Linked DNA regions of Anas platyrhynchos: region 2 is linked to region 1. The links are chromatin contacts, called in public Hi-C maps. All regions are on one chromosome and are shown on one strand. The core of a region is the stretch at or near the end of the contact, and the rest is flanking DNA. Distances in the headings are between cores, read along the strand shown. Region 1 overlaps LOC113842328 (a long non-coding RNA gene). Region 2 holds the start of ETS2 (ETS proto-oncogene 2, transcription factor).

Evidence for each region. Hi-C and Micro-C count contacts between places; a contact is called where the count stands out from the background.
Region 2: a contact with region 1 is called in a Hi-C map of skeletal muscle, with 2.5 times the contacts expected there. The contact joins the promoter of ETS2 here to the enhancer-like site in region 1. A contact is called at or near these places in 2 of 8 Hi-C or Micro-C datasets (liver and skeletal muscle).

What each region holds. Positions count from the first base shown.
Region 1 is chr1:113,253,634-113,257,352 of IASCAAS_PekinDuck_T2T, forward strand. All of the region lies in intron 1 of LOC113842328 (a long non-coding RNA gene), which reads right to left. Among named protein-coding and RNA genes, the nearest start is that of ERG, 36 kb to the left of the region's middle. Within about 2 kb of position 2,043, at least 2 of the 8 cell types and tissues checked have an H3K27ac peak or open chromatin away from gene starts, as enhancers often do.
Region 2 is chr1:113,291,472-113,295,190 of IASCAAS_PekinDuck_T2T, forward strand. It overlaps ETS2 (ETS proto-oncogene 2, transcription factor), which reads left to right and starts at 1,969. Exons shown (of 10, transcript XM_027449110.3): 1 at 1,969-2,390.

The DNA of each region.
Region 1 (3,719 bases), core at 793-3,292:
TCAGAGTCTTCTTTTCTTTCATTCAATGATCATTTTTGTGTAATTATTCCTTAATAAGAAGTATTTTTTCTTTTCCTGGGTTAATCTCCCAACTTTTCTACTTAATTATTTTCTTCTTGTGGGAAGTGGAAAACATCAATTTTTTGGTCAGCATTCCTTCTCTGACATCAATAAATAAAATAAAAAATGAAAACATATTCACATTTATTGCTCTAAATTAATTGATTTCAAAGGATTTACCAAATGATCTCTGCAATGTCACTGCTTTACAGATGGGAAAACATGAGAGAACTCAGAATCAAAACAATGATTTAGATACAGAGCCTGCAAACACTTGTTCATATGAAAAACTTTATGAGAGCATTTGATGTGGCTACTTAGATACATCAAGTTAATTGTGTGCAAAAGTGTTTGAGGACCAGGTCCTTGTCTCCAGCAGCAGCTGTAACTGCCTTCTCAACTGCCTTCTCTGCTCCTTCTCCAGTTTCCTTAAAAAAATAAATGTAATTCTTGAGGAAAATATCACTTTTAGGAGTAGCTCCTAAGAATAAGAAGAGGGAGGAAGGTAGTAAAATCCAAAGCTATGATAAAAATCTTTTTCTCACCTGCAGAAGAATTCAGATTAAGAAATAAATAAAAGATTCTAGTTTCCTCTTTAATCATAAAAATTATGGTTTAAAAAAAAAATCTTTTTCACATTGAAAAGTCAAAAATTTTGTTGCCATAATATTTTCAAGTTTAGTAGCAGCATCATGTTTGGGGTTACACATGAGGTTTTACCACATGACATTTCAAATGCTGAGAGATTTGGCTAATATCAAGAATTTGCATTGATTTGTTCATATCAAACTCATGATTATTCACAAATGAGAAATATAATGAAATAAAATGAGAAATATAACTGAACTATGGGAGGCCATCAGCTATAATTCCAAATCAACCATGTTTTATAGACACATAACTCACACAGGAAAAATCTCAATATGTGGGTTCTTATTCCAGTTCTCCGAAATGACAAACAGCATGGTGAAAGCAACAGTTTGCCAAAGCCTAATGAATGTGAAAAATGTTGGTTCTGTCCTTCCTGGACTTCCTCCAGTCAGGCATATTGCTCCAGAACTTCTGGGACTTGCATCTTCTGTGAAACACATAGCACATAAACCTTCCCAGCTACAGAAGAAAACAAGCACTGCCATCTCAGAAGGAAGATTCTTTAAAGCTGACAACATTACTATGCATACTCACTGGACTAAATCCTGCTCTTAGGAGGGATCGTTCATTATTATGATCGGCAAACCAGCCTGCCCTATTGTGCCTTTATTTTTTTTTCCTCTCTGAGTCAAATAAAAGGCAAAAGCAGATGAAACAGAGCTCTAGTGTTCAACAGAAGGAAAGTGACTGGAGCAACTAAAGCATCATATTTATATCATTTAGTGATCTGAAAAAAAAAAATCATTCTGAAATTAGAACATATTTTCTCTGTAAAGCTGAAATCACTTCCAAATGACATAGCTTTTTACAAAAATATATTATATATATATGTATATATATATATATATATTTACTCCTGGACTAGTGAAAAAATGGGGATTTACCCTGGCTTAGGTTTACAAGATCCAATTATTGCTGTGATCAGTTCCCTCATTGAAACAAAAATGCTCTGAATCAAGGTGAGGGGACAGCGGGTACAGGTCAACAAACATGAACTATATATATGTGTACATGTATAAGTGTAAATGTATATGTATATATTTTTATACATCTTATTTATTTATTTGCTTATTTATTTTTCTTCCTAGAATGCAAAGAAAACTAAGGACATGTCTCAGAGTGAATAATCAGACTGACTATGATTTTCTTTGAGGAAACAGAAAATGAGGAAATGTCATCACAATTTGCTTCTTGATTTGCTTGAAAAAAAAAAAACTTTTACTTCTATTTTCCCATTGAGAAAACACATAACAAAATACATCCTCGTGGGGAGAATGATCTCACTTCTGCACACTCTGAAATGTTAGTCATTCCCACTTCGTTCCTCTTGTTCAACAGCTTACCCTTGCTCAACTTAGGAAAAATTGGTTCAGTGGGACTTGATCAGGCTACCAGATAGGGGTTTCCAGTAGGGAAATAGTTTACATTTCTCTCTGATATTGTACCACTCTACTTGTTGGAGCCATACCATTCAAGAGTTCTTCACTCACGACATTGTGGGCAAGTCGTGATGAATTAATGGACAGCTCAAACTCAAACCAAGATCTTTGTGCAGAAATACATCACAGAAGAGCTTTGATTCAACACAGACTCTAAACAGTTGTCTTCATGTCAGAATAATTTCTCCTGCTTCTTAAGTTCCCTCCTAGATCTTTAATCTTCCTCAGCAGTGGGCATATGAAAAAGGAAGCCCATATGGAAGAATCACACAGGAATCTAGGCAATATTCTAGTTTTGTAATGAACATCATTCAGTAGCAAAATTTAAGCATGTTGTGCTCTGCAAGTTTTGCCTGGTCATCCGTGCATGCTTTCCTGGGGGTTTACCATGTTCTTGCTGCTGGTCAGCAGCAAGACCGCAACTGCTGCAACCAGGAGCAGGATTGGGCCCACGTGAGGTCACTCTCTCCACAAGAGGATTGTGAGAGGTTGTTTCATAAGGGAGCACTGCCAGGAAGGGAACCAAATCATTCTTTCAGGCCTATTTCATGTGCTAATTTTGGATCTTTTTAGTAACCAAGAAAAGTTATTTCTTTTCCCAGATTCAGTCATTATCTTCCTCCTTTTACTGCACTTTTATAGTTCAGGTTAATCCAGATACTATGATATGAAGTGGAATAGCAAACTCTTGTCTGGCCAAGCTCCTTTTCTACGTAGAGCTCAGAGCAGAGCAGCTAGGAAATATGTGTGTGTGTGTGTGTGTGTGTGTGTATATATATATATATATATATATATATATATTTCTGTTTTCTGCCAATTGGTGATGATTCTTCTTCAACTCATGGGCTGCTGGGCAGGGAGAAGCATTCTTCAAGCAATGAACACTGGAGAAGATCTGGAGAGCTCAGGAGGACAGCAGAACCACCCTGCCTGGAGCTGCAGGCAGCATGTGAGTGTCATATTTCTCCTAGAAAACTGGTGCACTGTACAAGATACATGGGTCCACTTGTAAAACAGTCTGTGAAGCCTCGAAAACTGCCCAGAGACAGCCTCCAAATCCCTAGCACTTCACTGCAATACAGTGCAGTAGAACACTCCCAGCGTAAAGCTGCCTCAAAATCAAGTGAGCAGGGGATTTCAGAAGACCATGAAGATCCTGTATATAGGAAATATGCAGATTTCTTCAGGTTTTATTTCACCACATCTGTCTGGAGTCCAGTTTTAACTGGACTCTTAGTTAACTAGGAACAAATTTACTCTTATCTTCATATTAACACTGTAATGTAAACTCTCCAAAAAAATGCTGGTTTGCTCAGCCTGCAGTGTTATGTTCACTCAGCCTTGTTTCAAAGTGTTTTTAGCAGCATCATGATTCCTGGCCTGTTCTTCTCAGAGCCAGGAACACTACAATTCATGGGGTCCCTCGGTTACTGGGTATCAAAGACTCTGGTGATGGATGGGACCTCCTTGTCCTGCATGTACCTTGACAGTGTTTTCAGGCAGATCTTCTCCGTGATATTCCCAGGCACAGAGGTGAGGCTCACCAACATGTAGTTCCCCGGGTTCTGC
Region 2 (3,719 bases), core at 719-3,218, 38 kb after region 1:
AAGAAAAAAAACAAACAAACAAAGAAAAAAAAAAAAAACATAACCTATTTGCAGTATGGGTCCTCTTTAAAACAAGAAATTTATGAGCAACAAGGACTGAAAAAAAAGTCTTATCTGGACTACCACAGAATCCTAGTACAATGATTTTGCAAATATTTATTATTTTTATTATCTTTATCTCTGTGCTTTTCTTTTGTCTTTCCAATTACTTCAGCCTTGAGTACTGGAGCTACTTCTCCCTCACGCTAAAAAAAAAAAAAAAAAAACAGAAAGCACCAGTGGATCCACAACAAAAAATGTCCAACACAACATTTACAGCCTGGATTATTCATCAGGTTATACATAGCTCCTCCTTTTATCTCTCTGTATACCAACACATGTGCAAAAAACACAGATAAGGGCTAAAGCAATTGTGAGGAGGATGGACACTTCCTAAAATAAAACAAACACACTTGTATACTACAGAAGCATTTTCAACCAAAACAAAAACTATTTTTTCTTTATTTCTCTAGCTTAAAGATTTTACTCTCTGACAATGATTAGTACAGAGGGAACGCAATCCAGGTCAGCAAGGAGCTCTGCATGTCCCTGACCCAAGCAGGGCCACCCTCACTGTTCAGTTTTGATATATACCACGCACTCCAGCCTACTGAGCGTGTACCACTTGTAATGGAGCAACAGTGAATTTTACACCAGCAATAAGTGTCAATGAAATTAAATATATGTATACAATAAGAATCACTTTTAAAATAAGATTTTTAATAGAGGAAAATAGGGGCAACTTAATCATTTTGTTCCAGATTCCAGCACATCAATTCAGCAAGAAATAAATAACTCCCAGCCTTTCATCTTATCTTTTTGGCAGATGTTTCCCCTGTATAAAGGGTGGCACAATTGTTTTTGTCAGTGTTATAATTAAAACTGCTATCCAGCTGACATACAGTTTTTAATGGCTTCCCTTAGGATTCTAACAGATGTTGCCTTATTAGATCGGGACTCTCCCGAAGAGAGAAATGTCACTGGCATAATCAAGACTTCTCTTCCAGTCTCAAAGTGTGCTGTCACAACTTGCCTGGTGACATTTGGCTATAAGGAAACGAGTACCAGCCACTTTCCTAAGGAGAGGAGGAGGTATTCTGAAGAGTTTGGAAGAAATACCAGAAAAATCTTACTCTGAGGCAACAAGTGGCGTGGTCTGGCCTTTGCTGAGGCCAGAAATAGCTGGAGAGCATCAAAGGAGGTGGCCCTGACAACTGCACCACCACCACCAGCCAAAGGCACTGTAGCTTTCTGTTGGTACAAATAACCACAACTTCAGCAAAGGATCACATGTAATCTGGTGAGGAGCCAAGGGGTGGCAGCTACCGGGGGCTCCTGTCCCAAAAGAAGTTACAGCCACACAACACAACTGCTAATTTGAGATGGGGAGTTAGTTTAAATAACACAGCCTGTCACAGCAAGCTTGGAGCAAGCTTTTTAAAGGCAGTTCAGCTCCCTTGAGGGTCACCAGAAACCTAGAGGAGCACAGGGTGGAAGCGAGGGTGGATGCGTGGGGGCTGCTGCCCTCCCCGGGCTCGGGGTCTCACTTGGGCAGGGCAGGTGGCTGGGCACATCGGTGTTGATTCTCCCATCTTAGCATCTTGAGGCCGGGCGTTAATTAAACATGGAAAATGTCCGTGATGAGTTATCTGGTGTATAGCCTGTGGGGGGAGAATGTGTTTCTGGAATGACCCCAAACTGCCTTTTTTGCCTTCCCCAAACTGTGGGGGTCCCCTCCCACAACCCCCCATCCAGCACAGCCCCCAGATCCCCAAAACCAGGGCACGACGACCTAGCCCAGGCCTCCCCCGGCCTCCGCCCAGCTCCCCACCGCCCTGCCGGCGAAGGGGCCGGGCTCCGGGGGGCGGTCCCCCCGCCGCCACCGCCCCCTGCCCGCTGAAGAGCGCCGGGCAGGCCGGGCGGCGCGGCACAGCGCAGCGCACACGGCTCCGAGCGGCGCCTCGGCACGGCTCGGCTCGGCTCGGCTCGGCAGCGCCCACGCAGCCGCCCGCCTCCCTCCTCCTTCCTCCCGCCCCCTTCCTCCTCCTCCTCCTCCTCCTCCTCCTCCTCCTCCTCCTCCTCCTCCTCCTCCTCCGGGACTCTCCGCTGGGATCAAGCCGGCACTGCCTCCTCCTCCTCTTCCTCCTCCTCCTCCGCTGTTGTTGTTGGCCGGCTCTGCCACATCGAGGATATTTTGGCTCCCGGAGCGAGGCAGCGCGCCTTCTTCATTCTCTCTCTCTTTTTTTTTTTTTTTTAATTATTTTTTTATTTAATTTTTTTTTTTTTTTGGACCCTGCCGCCGAGGAGGGGGCGAAGCCGAGGAGCTGGCGAGCTCCGCGCTCGGGGGCCAGGTGAGCGGGGGGAATCCCAGGGGAGCCCCGGGCTGGGGTGGGGGGCTCCGGGCATCGCCCCCAGCCCGCACCCGGACCCGGACCCGGACCCGGGGGGTGATGGCGGCCGGCGCCGCCCGCGGCGGGGGAGGAGGGCTTGGCTTGGGGGGAGGCTGGCAGGAAGGGGTTAACGGGCAGAGGGTGCTCGAAAGGGACCCCAAAAACGCCGGGTCGGGTGAATTTCCCCCGTCGGAGTTTGGGTGCCGAAAGGGGGCTCCCCCCTCCCCCAGCAGCTGCAGGGGGTTGGGCAGAGGTGGGAAACGAGATCCTGCTGACAGGAGCCCGGTTATCCCTTTTGTTTGTTTGTTTGTAGGGTTCTGTTTGCTTGGTTTAGGGTTTTTCTGTTTCTTTTTTTTTTTTCTTTATTTTTAAGAAGTGAAAAAAAAAAAAAAAAAAAGCCGTGGAGGTGCTCTCACTGCAGGCACTAGCGTGGCTTAGGTCGCCCGGCTGGGATGGTTCCCAGCCCGCTCGGGCTGTGGGCGAGCACCCGGTTATTGCTGAGGAGAAGTTGATCAGAATTCAGGAGTATTAGTTAATAAGTGCCTGATCCTGTTGACCCTGTTCTGGTTCACCCGCTCGGCTCTGCGGGGGTGTTGAAGAAGGTGTCCTGCCAGTTAAACCAATTATAGCTGGCAAGATGCAGTCAGCAGCGGCGGAGGAGCTGGAAGCGAGGCCCAGGCACATCATGCCCTAGTGTCTTTTCTGGGCTCAAACTGCAGCTTTTGGAGTCCAGTGGGGGAAAAAAAAAGGCTTTAACCCTTTCATCGTGAGAAGCTACGCTGCCTTCTCGGTCCTGATAGCTTGTTGCTGGTTGTGCTGCAGGGTGGGAAGCTGATGTGTGGCGAGCAAAGGCTATAGGAACCCATAATAACCTGAGAGATATGGTTAGAGTGTTACAAAACATGCTAGGATGTTCCTGGGTTGTTAGACCGAAGCTCTGATGCCTTTTTTCACAAGGTGTGTAGCGCACAGGGAAGGCCATGGAAACACGACGAGTTGGGTTAATGAGCAACGCCGAGTAATGAAGGCTTCTTGCGAACCCTCTCTTAGTGCCCGAAGTGTGTCCAAAGAAGCAAACAAACAAAAAGCCTGGAAGGAGGGAAAACCTTTTAATCAGTGGGAAAGTTCCCAACAGAATTCATGCAGAGGCCACGACTCCAGGGCTGCACCTGAAATTGTTAGAAATCCTGTTGGTAGCAATCACTGGGGATGAGATCTAAGATCACTGAAAATGTGCATAGTGGTTTCCCAAGTGCTTTCCCACTGGTAAGGCTTATAGGGATAAGTAGC